Regions from separate parts of the Anser cygnoides genome. Here region 2 is linked to region 1. A link is a contact called in public Hi-C data. All regions are on one chromosome and are shown on one strand. The core of a region is the stretch at or near the end of the contact, and the rest is flanking DNA. Distances in the headings are between cores, read along the strand shown. Region 1 holds the start of C23H1orf174 (chromosome 23 C1orf174 homolog). Region 2 holds the start of GPR153 (G protein-coupled receptor 153).

Region 1 (6,147 bases), core at 312-2,811:
GGGACATCTCCATCCTTCAAGCTAGACTCATCTGAAAGTACAGTCTCACAGCTGCTTTCCTCTTCACTGCTGACATGATTTTGCAGATTTTCATTGCTTTCTGTTTTTGAAGGAGCACTACTTGATTTCTCTGCAAATGGCTTCAAAGAAACATTATGCTCCTTTTCCTGTCTCTCTTCACTAGTCTCTGGAATGCTTTCACCTTTTTTCTGTTCAATTATATTACAGTCTCCTGAATCTTCTGAATGTGAATCCTCAGCAGATGTTTTCGGTGCTGCCTTCCTCACTGCAAGGTTCCCAGTCCCGCATGTACAACCTTCTACTTCTGATTTTACTAGACTGTTTTTTTCACATTTTAGCCTCTTTGAGGGTTGTCTGTCAGCTGCTTTGCGTGAAGACTGTTAGAAGAAAAATCAGATCGTGAAGCTATCAAAAAAAACCAACTAACTAAATAAATAAATCACCAGATCTCATTAGTTGCAAGGCTAGATGTGAAACTGAATGGCTCCATCAGGTGAGCAGCCAGTGTTTGTCAAGGAGCTGCAGCCCGATTCAAACCTGCAACACTCAGCAAAATTACTAGAAAATGCATGTAAAAAAGAGGAGCAGATAGGTTACACTAGACCACAATGTATAGCTCATCACCAACAGAAATCCTCTCAAAGCGTAAACTAGTGCAGGACGTGGCTAATCACCATCTTCATGTTTTCTTAGGGACGCTATAGATCATAATGAGCGTAACAGAACGAACTACCATCTGCTGGCAGAGCCTGCTGGCTGGGTAACAGCACACTGCACAGACTCGTTCCACAGTATTTCAAACAATTAATTATGAATCCAAAAATTAACTCTGTAGCACACAGCCCTACTCAGGCACTGTATTTTTGCACACACGTTTAATAAAGGTGGGAAAGGTGAAGCGTTCACGTAAGCTCTGTGGGTAAATCTGACACAGTGTCACTCAGCTGGCAGCTGTTTATAATTAGTCTCCCTGCAGTTCCTAGGGCAGATTTTAAGTCTTTTGGAAGCCACGGTTCGCAGAGCAGCCGTGTACACCACGCTGTACGTTCACACAGCCCACACCACGCACAGGAGCGAGCGGCAGCGATGGGGTCGATATTTCCTTACAATTAGCAACTTGCACGGGGGATTGAGGGGCTATTTCACCAACCATTAATTGCACAGAACTGCCCGAACGGTTACAACCCACGAAACCACGTGGAAAATTAAGTTATTTTACAAAGTGCAAGGCAAACTACATCTGTAGGAACCGCTCGCCAGCCGGAGCCGCACCACCGAACGCCGCCAGGAGGGCCAAGGTCTCCCCGAGCGGGCGCAGGGAGGCACGGCCGGCATCCAGAGGCCGCCCCGGAGGCTCCCCCCGCGCCCCGGGCCCGCAGCGCCCCTCACCTGGCGGCTCCTCCCGCGGCCGGCCCCACGCGAAGCCCCGGCTCCCGCCCGCCCCGCCGGGCCTCCAGCCGCCATCTTGGGGGAGGGGGCGTGAGGCCGCGGCCGCCATTTTGGGGCCGGGCCCCGGCCTCGGGCGGCCCCCGGGGCGGAGGGAGGGGGGCTCCGGGCCGGTATGGGGGGGTCACCACCACGGTACCCGGCTCAACGCAGCCCCGGGCTTTGCCCCCGGTCAGGGTGGTGTTAAAACCGGCCTTTGGCACACCAAAACCGAGGAGCTGGCGCCCCGCTCCTCCCCGGTGGGCTGCTGCCTGGGAAAAACAACGAGTTGTGCCCGCTGGCTGTGTGGGTTATAAACATTTCAGGTCTTGCACTTGCCAGTGTCTTGCATCTGGAACGGCACTAGCTTCGGTTTTAAGATGTGCGGTTGGGGACTTATTATGCAGATATGCCTCTCGGTTCGCTTCCACAGCCCTCAGGGAACAAATTATGTTAGTAACTCAAATCCCTCTTTAACTTCAAGGACTCTGACGATAGCAGATGAATTTCTGTGTAGCAAAGCAGCGAGACACCTAGATTTAAGTATGTAATTATCTTCACTCATTTTACTGGGGGAGGTAAGGTAGGATGCTCACCCGCTGCAGGGAATCGAAGGTCCAACGCTGCTGCAGGCAGGGTCCTCCTGGACCTTTTTATTTATTTATTTATTTATTTATTTATTGCAAGCCGTTAACATTTTCACTCATTTCAGATCCATACCACAATTCTCTAAGGTTTGAGGATGTTTCCTGTGCTCCTCAATCCAAGTCAGCAGACAAAATTCTTGTCCGTGCAACCTGCCCTTAAAAAACATGAGCGACAATTTGAATCTCAGAAATGTGGCAACAATGTACCTCTGAGAATATTCAGGTAAGACATTTTTTCTCAAAACCAGAACGTCTCCCAGTTAAGCTGCTGAGGTTCAGAGACATTCCTGATATGTTGTTTTGCAATTTCACTTAGTGCTCAGGGGTCTTCTGCGCTTTGTTCTGCGGCTAAGATAATTCATATTCTCCTCCAAAAGCATCAAGTCTTGCTCCACTCTCTCACAGTGTTGTTGCTTGCAGCCAAAGAATACAGATGATTGTTTTTATTATACAGTGAAAACTTATATTGTCTCGTAAACAGAAGAGGACTGGAGGTGGCTGCAGAGCAGCATTTCTGTTGCTGGAAAACTTGGTTGCTGCTTTAATTCCCCCCATGAACTGAAAATAGTAAGAAAAAAAGAATTTTGAGGATTTTAATAAATTCTTTCCATAACACTTTGCATTTCTCATTCTTTACGCTGCTTTGTAAAGTTGACATGCATGTTAGAGCGACGAGGGCAGTGGTGGCTCAGCCCCCTGCAGCCTGGCATGCTTCGGTGGCCCAGCACGGACACAGCCATACAGCAGGCAGAACCCGGGACTAACCCTTGCACCTCTGCCCAGATATGGATCCAGTCGTCTATTCTCCTTTTAAAATTCTTCTCTCTGACAGCGAAATAACACATGCCAGAGCACCGAGATGCTTTCTACAAGGGATGTCTTTCCCCTCTATCTTTCTGGGTGCCAGGCTCACCAGGGAGTGAGGGGATGCAGCACCTTGCACACACACATCCAGAATGCCAGGGCTTTTTGCAGAGCTCTTGTATTCTGGTCACTGCATTCTCTCCCCAACAATAACCTTACTTCATGAGAAAATGATGGCAATTTCACAACTGCAGATGTTGCATTTTCTGAAATACAGCTGATCCCTCTCTGAGAAAACATCCATCACACAGTGCAGAGAGCATCCCAGGAGAGGCAGCAAGAATGGAGACCCCCTCCAAGATCAGTCCACATCTCAACAGCATTGTCTCCTGAGTGACTTGAAAGACTGCGCAGAGACTGCTAGCAGCCAAGAAGCCCTTAAAGAGAATCAGAGCAGCACAAACTATTTACATTAAATTCACATTTCCACAGAAAAGAGGACTTAGTCTCAACAATATTATAAAGTGCTTTTTATTAGAATCTGTTGTCTAAGCAGGCAGACCAAAAAAAAAAAAAGGAGATTTTGTGATCTCCCTCATTTTTATGAAAGCTGGCTGGCGGGTGTAAAGCAGCAGCTGATGAGCTTATTGTGCAGGAAGGGAGGGTCAGGCTGTGAAACTCGATGTGTAAATTAGCTTCTTGCAGCACTTGTCTCTGTGCCTGTCACTTCCACCAGTGTCCCTGTCTGTTATAATCCTCCAAGTTCATTTGGTTAAACATTGGTGACATGCTGGGGACGGCAGCCAAAAATAATGTTGCCTGTAAACACAACGGCTGTGAACTGTTGAATGAGAGATCTATCAAACTAACCAAGCATCCAGCAGGAGCGCGGACTGGTCTTTTCCTGCTATGGAAAAGTTATTTTTAGCTCAGGTGGCTGCATTCTTCTTCATTAACGGCACCTGGGGAAAAAGCTGAATGAGGTTCCCCCGCCTCGTAGCCGGGATAGGGAGACCTGGGCTGCAGCATCCTCCTGCGCTCAGCGCCTCCTCGCAGAGCCAGCTCTGGCAGGATGAATTAGTCTAGCTGGGGCTTTGGAGACAGCCCTTTCGCCACCGTTCCTTCCAGTCGCGCTGCCACGATGTTGTCATGCCAACTCAGGTAATGACTGAATACTGAACTGCTGATTTTGGGCTGCCAGAGCCACTGTCTCCTGGAAGAATTGCTGATGAGTTGATAGAACTAGCTGGAACTGAAACATTCAGGCGAGTCTGCAGCCCTCCGACACCGGCTGCCCAGGGCAGTGCTATCTGGAGTACCTTTGCACCACTCAAACCCAGATAAAACCTTCATATTAACTACCAAGGAATGTTCACACCGTGAACTAGAGAGCCCAGACAGAGCAACAACAGGGAACTGATGACACAATTAAATTTTGTGCATGCCAGATGAAAAACCTCTCTTTGAGCCTTATTTTGGATTTCTTTCTAATACCTTATCGAGAGCCAAATGTGGCATGCTAGAATCTGAAGAAATTAATACAACTGAGCAGAGTACATTGGCTTTGCGCGAAAGAGCAGCAAAGAAAAATTGCGAAATTCATTACTTTAATGAAAAACCTGAAGGGATAGCTGAGAATCCAGAGAAGCAGCCTGCAGCGGGGCAGTTGTGGTGCTGGGCTGGCAGAGGAGCTGCGCCACGCTGCCCTCCCTGCCGCCCGTACAGCCGCGGATGCCAGATCCCAACCAGGGCTGGCAATAAGATCCTCCCCAGTTCTGATGCAAATACCTGGTTTTTGTAACTATCTCTAGAGGTTATGTGGCAAACCCTTCCCAAGGCACTCAGCAAACACCAGCCCACGAATTCAGGGCACCTGATCTGCCCAAGGCTTCCTCCCCTTCCAAGGGCTTTGACTGCTTTAAGCAACGTTGATTTTTTTAAAGCGTTTCACAAAACCCGAGTAAATCTCTCCCAGCGCAGAACATCCCACTGAGACCAAATCATTACCATTGCTCCAGGAGCCTGGCTGATTGCAAGGGCTGCGGCAACGCAGCGCTGCTGCTACAGAGCCGAACAACGGCTTACAGGGGTTTTTTCCTGTCTCCATCTAATAGCTGCTTAACAGCAGTCGTGCAAACAGGCGTTCCCTTTCCAACACTTTTTTATTTTTTTATTTTTTTCAGAAAGGTTGGTTGCAGGGTTTGCCATCCCGCTAAGAGCTGGGGGAGGCGGCTGCGGACACTGGGGGTCACTGTTACACCGGAGATGCAGCGCGGCCGGGGGAGAAGCAGCTCCCGGCCCCGGCCCCGGCCCCGGGCAGCTGCCCTCCCTCGCAGGAGGCCGCACTCATCCCCCAAGGTGTGGAGGCTGCATCACATCACACCTGGGAAGCCTCTCGCTTTTCCCTCTCCCCTTTTTGTGCTGCCCTCTCCGCACCCCGCAGAGCGGCGGGCAGCCCGAGCGCCGCGTTAAAATCGGGTCGGGAGCGTTACGTGGGAGCAGCTCAACCCCAAAGGGGCTGGGAGGTGACACGGCAGCCCCGGTGCCCGCTGCTCCCAGCCGGGGTCAGAGCAGCCTCACCACCTCCTCCAGCCCCTCGCTGCCCGCAGGTACCCACCAGCTGCCCTGGCCGGCCGGCCGTGGGAGCAACCCCGCTGCGTTCAGCCCAAAACACAAGCCCAAGGCACTCCCAGCATCATTTCTTTGCTTAGTCACCGTTGCACTGCTTTATTAGGGGGAAGGGGGTGAAGGCAGCTCTCACGCAAACCTGCGGATGGTGCAGAGGTGGCACAGCTCAGGCTTGCCTCCCCTCCTGATAGCATCAGAGTCATTCAGGTTGGAAAAGGCCTCTAAGATCATGATGTCCAACCCTTACCCCAGAAAATCCTCCGTGTGTGCTCGTGGCAGCTTTCCCCACGCTCATCCCAGCGCACGGCCACCCCAAAGAGCCTCTGTGGAGGGGTGGGTGTGCAGGGACGGCCCCGCGGGCTGGAGGAGAGCCTGGGCAGGGGCTGCCGGCTCCTGTATCCCAAACAGAAACCCCACTGGGAGCCCACCCTGCTCAGAAAGTGCTGCCCGAGCTGCCTGGGCAGCGGTCACAAAGCAGGAAGCCTCCTCTTCCTCCACCCTAAGCACCGAACTTGCTGAGCCCTACGCAGGTTCTCTACCAGTGACAGGCAGCGTTTTGGTAAACGCTCTACATTATTTAACGCTGTTTCTTTGGGGAGATTAAAAGTGCTCCGAGTAAACA
Region 2 (5,978 bases), core at 2,325-4,824, 410 kb after region 1:
GGCCGATCCGATGGACCCTGAGAGGAACGTGACGTATCCCGAGGAGGCTGATGGCGAGCTGAGGAGGCTGCTGCTGCTGCCCCGGCCGCCGTCCCCAAGGCCTGGCCGCAGCGCCCGGCCCCCGCAGCACTCGGCGGGCCGCGGGGCGAAGAGCCGCGCCGGGTCCTCGGGGGCCAGCCGCGGCCCGGGGACAGCGAGGGCACCCGGCGGGCCCGGCAGTGCCCGGGGCTCATGCTGGAGGGTGGCCAGCGGGAAGGCGGACAGCAGGCTGGCCTGCTGCGGTGCGGCCACAGGCAGCAGGGCCACCGAGGCCGAGCGCCCCGGGCTCCCGGCGGCCCCTTCCTCGCCACCAAGGCCACGGAGGTCAGCCAGGCGCAGGCCCTCTCCGGGGACGTGCAGCAGGGAGGCCAGGCTGTCGGCGGAGCGGCGCCGGTGGCGGTAGGCGAGCTGCTCCTCGGGGCAGGGGATGAAGCCATGGCGGGGCCGGTCGTGGCGGGGGGCCAGGAGCCTTGCCAGCCCCGCCGCCTCCCCGCCAGCCCCCCAGCGCTGCAGGTAGGCCGCGACCTGGCTGCTGGTCCACAGGTCCGTCTCGTCGTGGGAGAACCGCCGCAGCGGGGGCACCTGCGGGGCAGCGCCGTCAGTGCCGGGTGCTGCGGCCCCGCCGCCCCGCCCGCGGGCAGCCCCTTACCTGCAGGTACTGCATGCGGTCCCCCGGCTCCGTCCTGGCGGGGCTCACTGGGGGCAGGCCCCGCTCCAGCGCCGAGAAGTCACGCGTGGCAACAGGGTCCAGCGCCAGGACCTCGGCCGCGCAGCCATACTCGTAGGGGCGGTCATACACCAGCTCGCCAGCCGCAGCACCCTCCAGGCTGCTTTCTGTCAGGAACGGGTCCGCTGTCATTTTGGGCAACCCCTGTCCCCAGCATGCGCCCCTCCCCGCCACGCACCCCACCTTCATCCCCGTCGTCGCTGGCCAGGACAGCGCGGCACTTCTCGCAGACGGTGCGCGGGTCGGCACGGTAGCGGTCACAGGCCCAGAGGAAGAGGGGCAGGAGCAGGGACTGTGCCAGCGAGCACCAGATGAGGCACAGCACCATCCAGTCAGAGGAGGCGTCCGAGCGCAGGCTGGCGGCGCTCACCACCTGCGGCACCGGCACGTCACCAGCGGCCCCCGCACGCCCCCGCCCCGTCCCCGTGGCACTCACCAGCACCGGGAAGCCCATTAGGACATCGTAGATGAGGACGATGACGGTGACCAGGTAGGTGATCTGCAGGGAGGTCTTGATGGGCTCGGAGCCGTCGATGGAGGAGCGCCGCTTGCCCTGGGCATCCTCCACCACGATGGTGGGCACATGGAAGCGGTTCCTGCTGGCGTCGGGGCCCCGCCGTCCCCAGACGGTGTGGAAGAGGGCGATGGCAATGCAGACGGCGCCCACAGCCATGCTGCCCCCGATGAGGAGCAGGAAGCAGACGCCGAAGCCCAGGCCGATCTCCGTCACGACGAAGCGGCAATCCCTGGCGTAGAAGCGCTCGGTGGTGTCATGCCACCCTACTGCCGGCAGCGTGGAGAGGATGAAGGAGACCATCCAAATCCCCATCACAGTGTGAACAGCTTGCTTCCTGGTGTTGCTCAGCCTGGGGAGAGGGGGCAGAGCCCCCGACATGCTCAGCACAGTGGGGCCTGCGTGCCAGGGCTCTCAGCCCCTCCCCAGGTGCTGGCACAGCCACTGAAGCGTGCCCGGGGACGCAGCACGGGGCAGGCAAAGCCGCGGTACCTGTAGTTGACGGGCCAGCGGACCATCCACATGCGGTGGTAGGAGAGGGAGGTGACGGAGAAGCAGGTGACCAGCGTGAGGGTGTAGAAGGTGGAGACGAAGACCTTGCAGAGGCCCTCGTTCCACTCATAACCCGAGCGCCGCCGCCGGAGCTGCACCACCGCGTACGTGGTGATGGGGATGGCGGTGTTGAGGATGTGGGTCCCGGCCAGGGAGCACAGCAGGAACTCCAGCGGCTTCCACTTCTTCTGCTTGGCGCTGATGCTGAGGATGCCCCAGGCGTTGGCGAGCAGCGAGACCCCAGCGCACGCCAGCCAGGCTACCGCATTGCCGGGCAGCCGCTGCTCATCGCGCATGGTGGAGGGACGCGGCACCATTGGCGAGGCGCTGCGGGGCCGCAGCCGCAGGCATCCTAGGGCGCACCACGGTCCATCGAGGCTGGTTGGGGCGCCGCCGAGCCCAGCACCTGCAAGCGAGCGCAGGCTGTCAGCACCCCACGGGTGCCCCGTGGTGCCGCCGCGTCCCCACGCACGCTCGCCCGAGGGCCGTTCCCCACCAAGGATGTGCCTGAGGGCCTCCGGCACGGGCACGTTAGCGGGTGGAGAGGAGGCACCGCAGTCTCGCAGCTATAATTAGACTCCTCGGGAAGAAGCAGCAAGCTGGCAGCCACGGCGCTGCCGACACAACCTCCTCGCCCCCGGAGCGGGAAGCTGCCCACAGCCCCGTGCCGTGCCGGCCAGCGAGATGCTCGGGGGTCAGGGACCCCTCCTGCGGGGTCTGCCCACGGGGCACAGCCCCGCACAGCACCCACGAGCCGCATCACACGGCTGCCAAACGCCAGGAGCTATTCTGGGCTTCCCATTAAAAGACGAGGATTTTCTTTCTTAAAAATAACTACAGGAAAAACAGCCTCCGGAGCCTGCTGTGCTGCCGAGGGAAGCCCACGGCCCACGCGGACGGTGCCCCGGGGAAGCTCCCGGACACCCCGCGGATGCGGGGAGCTTCCCGGGGCTCCGGCCGTGCGGGCTGCGCAGGGGCTGCTCCTCCGCGGGAGACAGACCCCGCGTGGGCCTGCCCCCGGGGCGCTGCGCGGCGCGGGGGGCAGAGAGGAGGAGGGAAGAGGAGGCGGAGGAGGGGGAGAGACCCGCTCTTACGTAACCCCGGCCCCCCGCAGCCCCCCGCCGCGCGTCTCGGGAGGCGCCGGGCTGCGGGGGAGGCAGCGCGAAGCGCCCCGGGGGCTCGGCGGCCCCCGCCGTGCGGGACCCCCCGCGGACGGCCCGTCCTCGGCGGCGGCTCCACGGCCCGAAGCCCCGCGCTCGCCCCCGCCGCCCCGCTCCGCCCGCGGGGCTCGGCCTCCCCGGGCGCCCCGGAGCCGGGAGGCGCCGTCGGGCAGAGCCGGAGCTGCCTCCCCGGGGGCTGCCCGAGGGGCGCCGGCGCCGCCCCCCCCCGGCCCCGGCTCCCGCTGCCCCTCGCCCGCCCGCGGCCCCGCCGGTCCCGCCCGGTACCGGAGCGGCGCCCCGCGCTCCCCGGCGCGGCTCCTGCGCACCGCGCCCCCGGTTGCCCGACGGCGGGGGCAGCCCGGCGGCAGAAGGACGCCGCCGGTGCCGGTGCCGGTGCCGCCCCGCCCCTACCTGCCCGCCGCGGGCGCAGCGCCGCCCGGTTCCGCCCGTTCCGCCCGGTTCCGCCCGGTTCCGCCCGGTTCCGCCCGGTTCCGCGGCGCCGTGCCCCGCCGCGGGGCTGCCTCCCGCACCGAGCCGCGCCGCGCCGCGCCGAGCGCCCAGCCGGGGCCGCGGCGGGCGGCACAGCGCATGTCTCGGCACCGCCCGCGCGCGCACGGGCACGGGCACGGAGCGGGAGCGGGAGCGGGAGCGGACCCCGGCCCCCGCCCCCCCGAGCGTCCCCCGCAGCGCCCCCGGGGACCGCCACGGGGACGGGCGCGGCGACGGCGGCTTCGTCCCTGCACCCTGTCCGTTGGACGCCCCCCAACCCCCCCCGGCTCCCCCTCCCCGGGGGCCGCAGCCCCCTGCCCGGTTTTGCCACCGGCGTCCTGCGAGGCCACCCCCGGACCCCCCGCCCGGCGCAGGCAGCGGCTCCGGCCCCGCGGCCCCCTTGGGGAGACAAAGGGGAGCCGGCCCGGGGGTCCACCCCCCCCCCAGGGCAGAGGCAGGGGGCTGCGAGCCCCCCCGGGGATTACGGGGAGCGGGGAAATGTCAGCACGGAGCTGAACGCCCTCGGCAGCCGGCGCCGCTGCAGCTCAGAGCGAGGGTTTGGAATAAGCTCTTAAGCCAGCCGTGCCGCCGCTTCGGGAAAAAAGCGACACCCCCTTTATTTCAGTCAGAGATGACAGACTTTATTTATGTCACAGTATTCCTCAAATAACTTAGATGCGCACGGAGATACTACCTAGGGCTGTCAATGGAAGGGGCTGAGACATTCAATACAATACTCGGTCGCATTTATAGTCGCAAGTATCATAAATAAGCTTTGGTGTACATTTTTAGGACATACTGTAAGTTTAACACAGCTTCACAAAGACTCGGGGCCTCGTGCGCCCCTTGTGCTGCCACGTGCGTGCGCGCCACTGCAGTGCGGGCAGGAGTTTCACTGAGGGGATTAAACCCCCAAACCAGGGCTCTGGGGCTCACTGACAAACCGACGCAAACGCTCCCGAGAGCCAGGCAGATCCCAGAGGCTTTCTGGAGCATTTAAGCCGTTTAATACACGGGGCGAGGGCGGTAAACCCAGCAGCAGCTCGCTGGTGGCATCGCTGCGGCACCGCGGGCCAGGCTGCGGCGCACCCAGAACACCGGCTCTGCTCGAGCCCGCTCCTGCGGCACGGCACGGCGCAGCGGCAGCGCACGAGGCCCCGCACACGTAACACAACACGAATGGGAACTTGGAGGTTTGGCCGAGTGAATACTTGAGCAGCGCGCGGCTCTCCTGCGAGCGCTTTGGTCCGGGTCGGAGATCAGTGCTGGGCAGCCTGCTGCATCTGCGCCTGTCTCTTGGCTTTTGTTTGGAGGTATCTCCCCTTCCCTTCCTCGAAGCGCCTCTTCTCGTCCTCGGTTTCCGTCTGGCAGTAACCGAAAGAAAGCAAAGCCATGAACATTAGCTTAATTAGGATCTGAACGGGCAGATCTGATGCGTGGGCAAGTTTACACGGACTTCGTTCGATCAATAAGTTCAGTTCCCTTCCAGCTGTCGGCGGCGCCCACAGCACCGTCCGTGGGAGGTGCCGGATGGAGCCTGGCCACGTCCTGGGCGCCGCCGGCTGCTCCCGCTGCCCACGATGGGCACCACCCTCACCTCACGGCCCCTCGCTGCGACAGTTCCACGTTGTCCCACATCAGCCTTGCACCGTGTTCCATCCCCTCTGCCCCAGGCCATCCGTAGCCTCTGGACGCCACTCGGGTGTGGGAGCTCCTTTCACAGCCAAGGGACGCTCCCGCACCCGGAGATGACGCAGGGTTACCGCAAGGCACTTGCGGCAAGGCAGCCCCGAGGTCGCACCCTCACCACCAGCACTGCACCGCGTCGCGCTCCCAGAAGCTGCGGCCCCGGGCTGCTGGCCCCGTGCTGCCGCTCACCCCGAGCCCTGCAGCCACGTGCCCCGGGCGGGGGGCCCCAAGCGGCCCCCACCCCGCCAGCCACTGAGCCCCCAGCATGGATGCCCTTCAGGTTAGCTCGCAGCAGAGAGAAAAAAGAAATGCCATCGCTGCACACAGCGCGGCTCCCTCTGAGAGCTCGTTAAAGATGCATTACTCTGAGCTCCACTGGGACAATAGAGATTAATAATTAAATTACTGCCAGCAAGAAGATGCAACTCTGTCTGCTCTGCCTGGACTGCCTGCTCGGACAGGCAACGCAATCACAGCTGAAAACTTGGCTCACCCTGATGTCAAAGCCCTACAGAAAAGCGACCCCTGCTCCCCGCATGGCCGTGCTGCCACACCATGGGCTGCCCGTGACCATGGTGCCGTGGCTGCCTCAGTCCAGCGACCTCTTTAATTCAGGACATCACTCAGAGAAACCCAGCCCGAGCATAACGGAGCCGGCAGCACCCCCGTTAGGGACAAGCACAACCTCGTCTCACGCCCAGGCTCCCCACGGCTCAGCTCCTGCCTGCGAGGAAGGACACCAGGAGCCCCGCACTGCTGCGGTGCCACCCAACCCCACCAGGACATATTCACAGGAACAGACTAATAG

Evidence for each region. A called contact is a pair of places that touch in the nucleus more often than the background predicts.
Region 2: a contact with region 1 is called in a Hi-C map of liver, with 2.6 times the contacts expected there. The contact joins the promoter of GPR153 here to the promoter of C23H1orf174 in region 1. A contact is called at or near these places in 2 of 7 Hi-C or Micro-C datasets (both in liver).

Annotation. Positions count from the first base shown.
Region 1 is chr23:7,631,247-7,637,393 of Taihu_goose_T2T_genome, forward strand. C23H1orf174 (chromosome 23 C1orf174 homolog) reads right to left here and starts at 1,562. Exons shown (of 3, transcript XM_048067451.2): 1 at 1,411-1,562; 2 at 1-398. The coding sequence starts at 1,485. It overlaps LOC136786883 (a long non-coding RNA gene), which reads left to right and starts at 1,556. Exons shown (of 3, transcript XR_010826426.1): 1 at 1,556-1,989; 2 at 2,159-2,316; 3 at 2,410-2,638.
Region 2 is chr23:8,036,009-8,041,986 of Taihu_goose_T2T_genome, forward strand. It overlaps GPR153 (G protein-coupled receptor 153), which reads right to left and starts at 3,575. Exons shown (of 6, transcript XM_066982153.1): 1 at 3,404-3,575; 2 at 1,773-2,238; 3 at 1,203-1,632; 4 at 950-1,058; 5 at 689-873; 6 at 1-621. The coding sequence starts at 2,149. It overlaps ACOT7 (acyl-CoA thioesterase 7), which reads right to left. Exons shown (of 9, transcript XM_066982164.1): 9 at 4,097-4,845. The coding sequence ends at 4,741.